Regions from separate parts of the Zea mays genome. Here region 1 is linked to region 2. Evidence: chromatin contacts called from public Hi-C data. All regions are on one chromosome and are shown on one strand. Each heading gives the region's core, a stretch centred on a gene start, on an enhancer-like site or on the middle of the called end of the contact. The rest is flanking DNA. Distances are from core to core; before and after follow the strand shown. Region 1 has its middle 27 kb from the start of LOC109944053. Region 2 holds the start of LOC103647464 (keratin-associated protein 5-4).

Evidence for each region. Hi-C and Micro-C count contacts between places; a contact is called where the count stands out from the background.
Region 1: a contact with region 2 is called in a Hi-C map of leaf, with 7 times the contacts expected there. The contact joins the enhancer-like site here to the promoter of LOC103647464 in region 2. A contact is called at or near these places in 2 of 25 Hi-C or Micro-C datasets (ear and leaf).

The regions. Positions count from the first base shown.
Region 1 is chr2:189,499,324-189,502,161 of Zm-B73-REFERENCE-NAM-5.0, forward strand. No RefSeq gene overlaps it. Among protein-coding and RNA genes, the nearest start is that of LOC109944053, 27 kb to the right of the region's middle. Within about 2 kb of position 1,563, at least 15 of the 20 cell types and tissues checked have an H3K27ac peak or open chromatin away from gene starts, as enhancers often do. A contact at or near this core is called in ear and leaf, where this site is marked.
Region 2 is chr2:189,400,396-189,403,301 of Zm-B73-REFERENCE-NAM-5.0, forward strand. LOC103647464 (keratin-associated protein 5-4) reads left to right here and starts at 1,596. Exons shown (of 5, transcript XM_008672002.4): 1 at 1,596-2,199. The coding sequence starts at 2,068.

The DNA.
Region 1 (2,838 bases), core at 313-2,812, 99 kb after region 2:
TCAAGAAAAAATATAATTCTAACGCAATATTTAGGATTAACGAGAGCCTGGTAGAGCAAAATTTCTCATTTTACGTACTCTTGTTTTCTATGGATATAATGAATTATATAATTTAATTTTATCTTAGTTTAGTCTAAAAAAACTAGCCCTTTCCTTTAATCCATTCCTCGATCTACCACTGGCTAGATCGTGCACCATGGGCCTGGTTTCGATATTGGGGAGGCATCTAGCAAACGAGCTGAAACTGGGACGCACAAAAGGTGTTACTACCTTAGAGACCATTTACAAGAGATCCAAAAAATAATATCCCAATACATAGAAAATGGATCTCCCTAAATCTTTAGTTCCAAAAAAAGTAAACCATCTCAAACAACTCTCAATATATTCGACATGCTTATTCAATCAGAGTGCATATGATTCAGTTTCAGCTATACCAGCCATAGAACCATGCTCCTCCTTTTTCAGTCCCTTGCTGTTGCTAGAAACTGGAGCAAGAGCTAAGAGATCAAAGGTTTTTTAGGAGTCTCAAGCATATCAAAGTAGTTGTTCTTGGATTTAATCCGAAATGTTAATCTAAAACGATTTCTAGTGTTTCTATAGTATTTTGTCTCTGTAGATTGCGGCTACAACAATTTGAACAGTTGGTTTTAATCCGAAACGAACAACCCTGGCAAGTGAGCCATTTGCACAACATGTGTTATGTCTCCTCTATGAACTGGCAAGCACAACACGTGGTCTGAACGCTTTGACGCGGGCTAGTGAAGTGGCGCATGGAGAGATACGGGCCTCGATGGGGAGCTTGTGCGGCGACAGAGGTTTGCATCGTGGAGAGGTTTGTTTTCGCCTGCGGTAGTTTAGGTCTTTAGAGACACTGCTTAGGGTACTGTTGAAGGCATTTTTCCCTTTTTTTCTAAAATAAAGATTAGGATCAAGGTTTTAAGGGTATCTTGGAGATGCTCTTAGGCTAGGCTCCTTCATGCCTGGTAGAGAAAAAGAGATGCGAGATTTACAACTTTGCCATTATAATTTATGGGCTTCATTATAGGACCCATAAATTATAGACATAAATGGTCCCATAAGTCATAGATACTGGATGATATAACAACAAAGAGACAAAACTGAGATGGGCAAAACAACAATTTATTTTATGCGGTACCCAACAAACACAACTACTAGATTCAGTGGCGTAGCTAGGATTTTTTTATGAGGTATGCCATAAAAATTTCATAGATTATTTAGTATGACTATAATGATTTGGTATACAATTCAAAACATAAAGATAACAACAACATATGAAACTATAGATTTAACATTTAAGTCTATAAGCGCAAACATTAAAATACAAATATAATATAAAATAGTGTAAATATGAAACAGAAAATACACTAAACATCACTAATCAAAATTGCAAAGAAAAAAATAGGGTACACTAAAAATTTACCTTCTCCGATTGGGGCTCTACAGTCTGCACGAGGGAACAAATCAGATCTCTTAGAGAGGCCAGATGGAAGAGCTGGGATGAGAACGAGGTGGAGACGTGGAGCGGTTCAGGAATCAGGAAAGCGAAGCTAGTATCCCGCAAATTCCAGCTCCAAGGACTGGGCTCCACCCAGGCCTGGTTAATTTTGGGCCCATTCACATTCCCGAGGCTCAATCCAAAATACTCAGAGGGCTTTCGGAGCTGGGAGTATTGAGCCCGCTTAGTTCAGGCAAGAGCCCATTTATCTCGAATCCAATCGAATAGTCCTCCTATTTTATCTCAAATTGATAATCTCTACTAATAGAAGTGTAGACCGCCCCCGTCTCTGCCCACACGCCCTCCCGCAAATCCCGCCGCGCTTCCAACCACCTCCACAACCGACAGCACATGATCCGGCTGCTGGCGCTCGTCGCTGGGGAGCACCCACGGGACGCCGTCGCGCCGCTCGTGACCAGGCTCCTGGCCGCCGCGCTGCGCCGCGTCCCTCCTCCGTTGAAGCGTCCCCAATCCTCTGGGACTCAAATGTGATACGATTACTAGTCCCAGGAGGCTAGTAAACACATTTATACATTAGATGATACCAAATCTGCTTAAACGAGACAAACCTATAAAGGTGGCGATCAACTTTAAGAGTTGGTCCACAACTCGGGACATATCATCAGAGTGGGGCTGAAGCAGCCCGATATACGCAACGAAGCAAATCAGCGGTCCAACAGCCACAGGCAAGGTTGGGAACAGTCGTAACTCTTACCCGATCTCCTTTTTCTGAAAAACAACAAATAAGCAAGGGTGAGTACAAACGTACTCAGCAGCCCACCTTCACCCGCGGAATGGGGAAATCAGATATAATGCATGGAATATGTGGAGCTCAAGATATTTTGCAGAAACAACAATATTTTATGCAGAGTTGTTTTGAAAAACATTTTGTATTTTTGCAAAGCGCATCCTCTCCAAAAGGAGCAGGAAGTTTTTCAGTATTATAACAAAATCCCGTGGACTAAACCATCCAGGTATCTCAGCAATTCCCACTGGTTTTCATTTTCAAAAACAGCTACTGGACTTCCCGTCCACCATAGCTCACGGCTCAACCGCCGAACCTTGTAAAAACCACTTTTCAAAAGCATCTCTTTTTTTTTGGAAAACAAAACATTAATTGCCATACCATACCAGACTCGTCCATTCCTGTGGACACAGACTATTCGAATAGGTTTTCAAACTCTGCGCAGAGGTGTACACTTTACCCACTAGTCCGGCTCTGCGATCTCATGATCAATGAGATCCGAATCCGAATCTCTTTCTTTCCCCGCACGTCCTAACCTTAACGGTTATCTGGAAGGAGTCAGGCCACCACCATGTCC
Region 2 (2,906 bases), core at 346-2,845:
AGCTGCTTCTTTATTGCACAGATGCAGAGCTGGAGAGGGAGAGCGAGCATCTCCGCTCTTGCCCTCTCACGCAACGCTCGCCGGCGATGGGGCTCCGGCTGCGTAGCCGTTGACTGCGTCAGGCGAAGTTCGTGTGTCGGCGATGGGGATCCTAGATTTGCCCATCGACTATAAATTCTTGGACCCTAGATGCAATAGGAGACACAGAGGAAGAAGAGTACTGGTGAGAAGTCGACTGTCGGAGGAAATCGACGTCGGGGAGAGGAATCTCGCGTCCAAGCCTAGTCGCCGCCGCCTGCTTTACGCCTGTTGCCTTGCGGCTGCTTCGCGTGGGGATATTTTCCACCGCTGAGAGACCGGGCGCCGTTCCAGGTCAGGGGCAACGAAAAAATCATGGACTCGACAGGGGCACCGTTCCAGGCCGAGGGCAACAGGGCTTAACCGAACACCATTTTTTTATGGGTCGGGATTGTTTCCAGGAGGGGGTGATCCACGTGGATCGGGCTGTGATCCCGGCCGGGAAGGGTCTAACCGAACAGGCCCTTATTTGGTGGACTTTGGTGATAGCGAAACAAATCTTACGATATGTATGTTCACCAAGTCAAGTACGAGTTGGTCATGGTATAGAAGATTAGCTCATGTTAAAATGAAACAATCGAATAGATTATTTAGCTCGTGTTGAGCGAGCAAGGAGTACCAAACACATATCGTAGCAAGACTGCAAGAGTATGATGTCAACCATCAAGCCACTTAAGTTGTTCCCCGCGGAGTTGTTTGGACCAAATCATCAATTTGATGGCATGGTAGTGTATTGGATGGTATGAAATTAGCTGAGGTGGAGTATTGTAATTCGTCTAAAGACATGTATAAACATAAGCCCGTACATCGATTTTCATGTACAAGATATAAGTAAGAGATTGCATGATACAATGAGTTGTTTTTAAAATCATTCATATTATAAATGTAGTTTAGAGACAATATATACACAGAAAATCGAGTAGAGGCTGGCTATCCGAGAAGAGAAAGTCTCCTGTATTTTTGTCATTTAGTCTCTAAAGCAATGTTGTACATGTCTTAAAAAGGACTGCAATTTTAGTTACGAGACATGAGTTTGTCTAGATTCGTAGATAGAATTGGCAAGATAATGAAACTTTGGATATTGTAACGTGCTCGTTCTGTAAAAAGAAATGATATTATCATTAGCTGCCACCAGCCGTGAATCTCATACGTTGGGCTGTTGCATCAGGTAGGGTCATTGCTTCTCTGTCGGATGATACGAGTGACCCATCGAGGCCTGTTTTATTAGATCTGAAATCCTCTTCTGAGAAAAGTGGAGCTGCTAAACAGATCCTCGGCGCTCGCCATGATTTCACCGACGCCGCATCATGATGGTTTTGCACTGTTGAGCTCGTCGTCAGCGGAGGCGGACTCGCAAACCACCACCGGAGAAGATTGAGAAGGGTCCAACGGCAACGGCAACGAGACCAAGATCACCATAACGCCGTCCGTGATCCTACTTCCTACCCTACTGTTCCGTCCCACCCCACGGCGGCGTCCCTAGCTTAAACCCCGAACCATGTGGGCCTGGGACCCACGTCGCAGTCAAACAAGGCCCACCTATTAAACCCCAACAGCGTCCTTCCTCCCCTGCTCTCCCGTTTCTCTCTCTCTCTCAACCCCACGCCCCCTTCTCTGCCATTATTGCCCGCGCAGCCATCCTCTCTCTCTCTCCCTCCCGCTCAGTAATCAGTATATGGGGACGTCCTGCTCCTCGCTTCCTCATCCAATCCTCCCACTTCCTCTTCTTCCTCTCATCCTGCTTCCCCTCGCGTGCGCAGACACGAGCGCGCGTGTCCGTCACTCCCGTGCGTGCGATATCCTCCACCCGCCTCAGCCCGCTGTCCCCCTGCTCATCGCCCGATCGCCGCGACTTATACCACCATCAGCCAGCCACCACTCCCTCCTCAACATTCCGCTTCTCTAGTCCCGAACACCGGCCGGCACTCGTTAGGGGGAGGTGTGCCGGTGTGGGAGGTACTCTGCTAGCCGCCAGTACATGTGAGGTCCATGGGGGAGGAGGTGGCGGTGGTGCTGGAGCCCCCACGGCCCAAGTCGCCGCCGAGGTACCCGGACCTGTGCGGCCGCCGCCGGCTGCAGCTGGAGCTGCAGGCCCTCAACCGCGAGATCGACTTCCTCAAGGTGAGGCATCGCCGGCAGGACCGTTCCCTTTCTGTGATTCTGTCTCGTCCCCCTTTGACTTGCCCTAACTAAAAAAAAACTTTCAAAAAAAAAAAAAATCACCACCAGCTGCAGTAAGCATCCGATTCGTCGCGCGCTCTCGTTTTCTAGGAAACATGTGCAGCGTGTAGAAGGGGGGCCAGTACTAGCGTGTGCGTGTGGGGGAGATGCACTAGTTTAATGGCAGGTTGGTGTGCAAAATCTGATCGTTGGAGCACACCACGCCATTTATTTCGTCTTCGTTTGGGGATGAGAGCCTTAAAAATGCGGAGGGATGGAGGGAGGGAGGGCGGCGGATCCCGGCAGCTATTCCCGACGCGCGACAGGCTCGCCCAGCCCAGTTGCCCTCTTCGGGCGTGCCGCGGCTGTACCTCTTGTCCTCTTGGGCCGTGCGGTTCGGTTCCTTGGGAGAAAAGAGGGGACGGGGGCATGGGCAGTGCCGCAGACCGCAGTGGGCAGTGGCACTGGCGCGCTGCCCGTGTCAGAGCTGCGCGTGGAGCGGCGGGTGGGCGTGTCCCCCTTCCGTTCTTGCTCCGCGGACACGCACACGGCATGGCGTTCCTTCGTCAGGCACTAGCGCTATCATGAGTGTTCGTGCAGCAGAGGCAAAGGTGGTGCGCTGCACGGTGCACCGTACAGTACAGTACATGTACTACTGGTGTTTATGG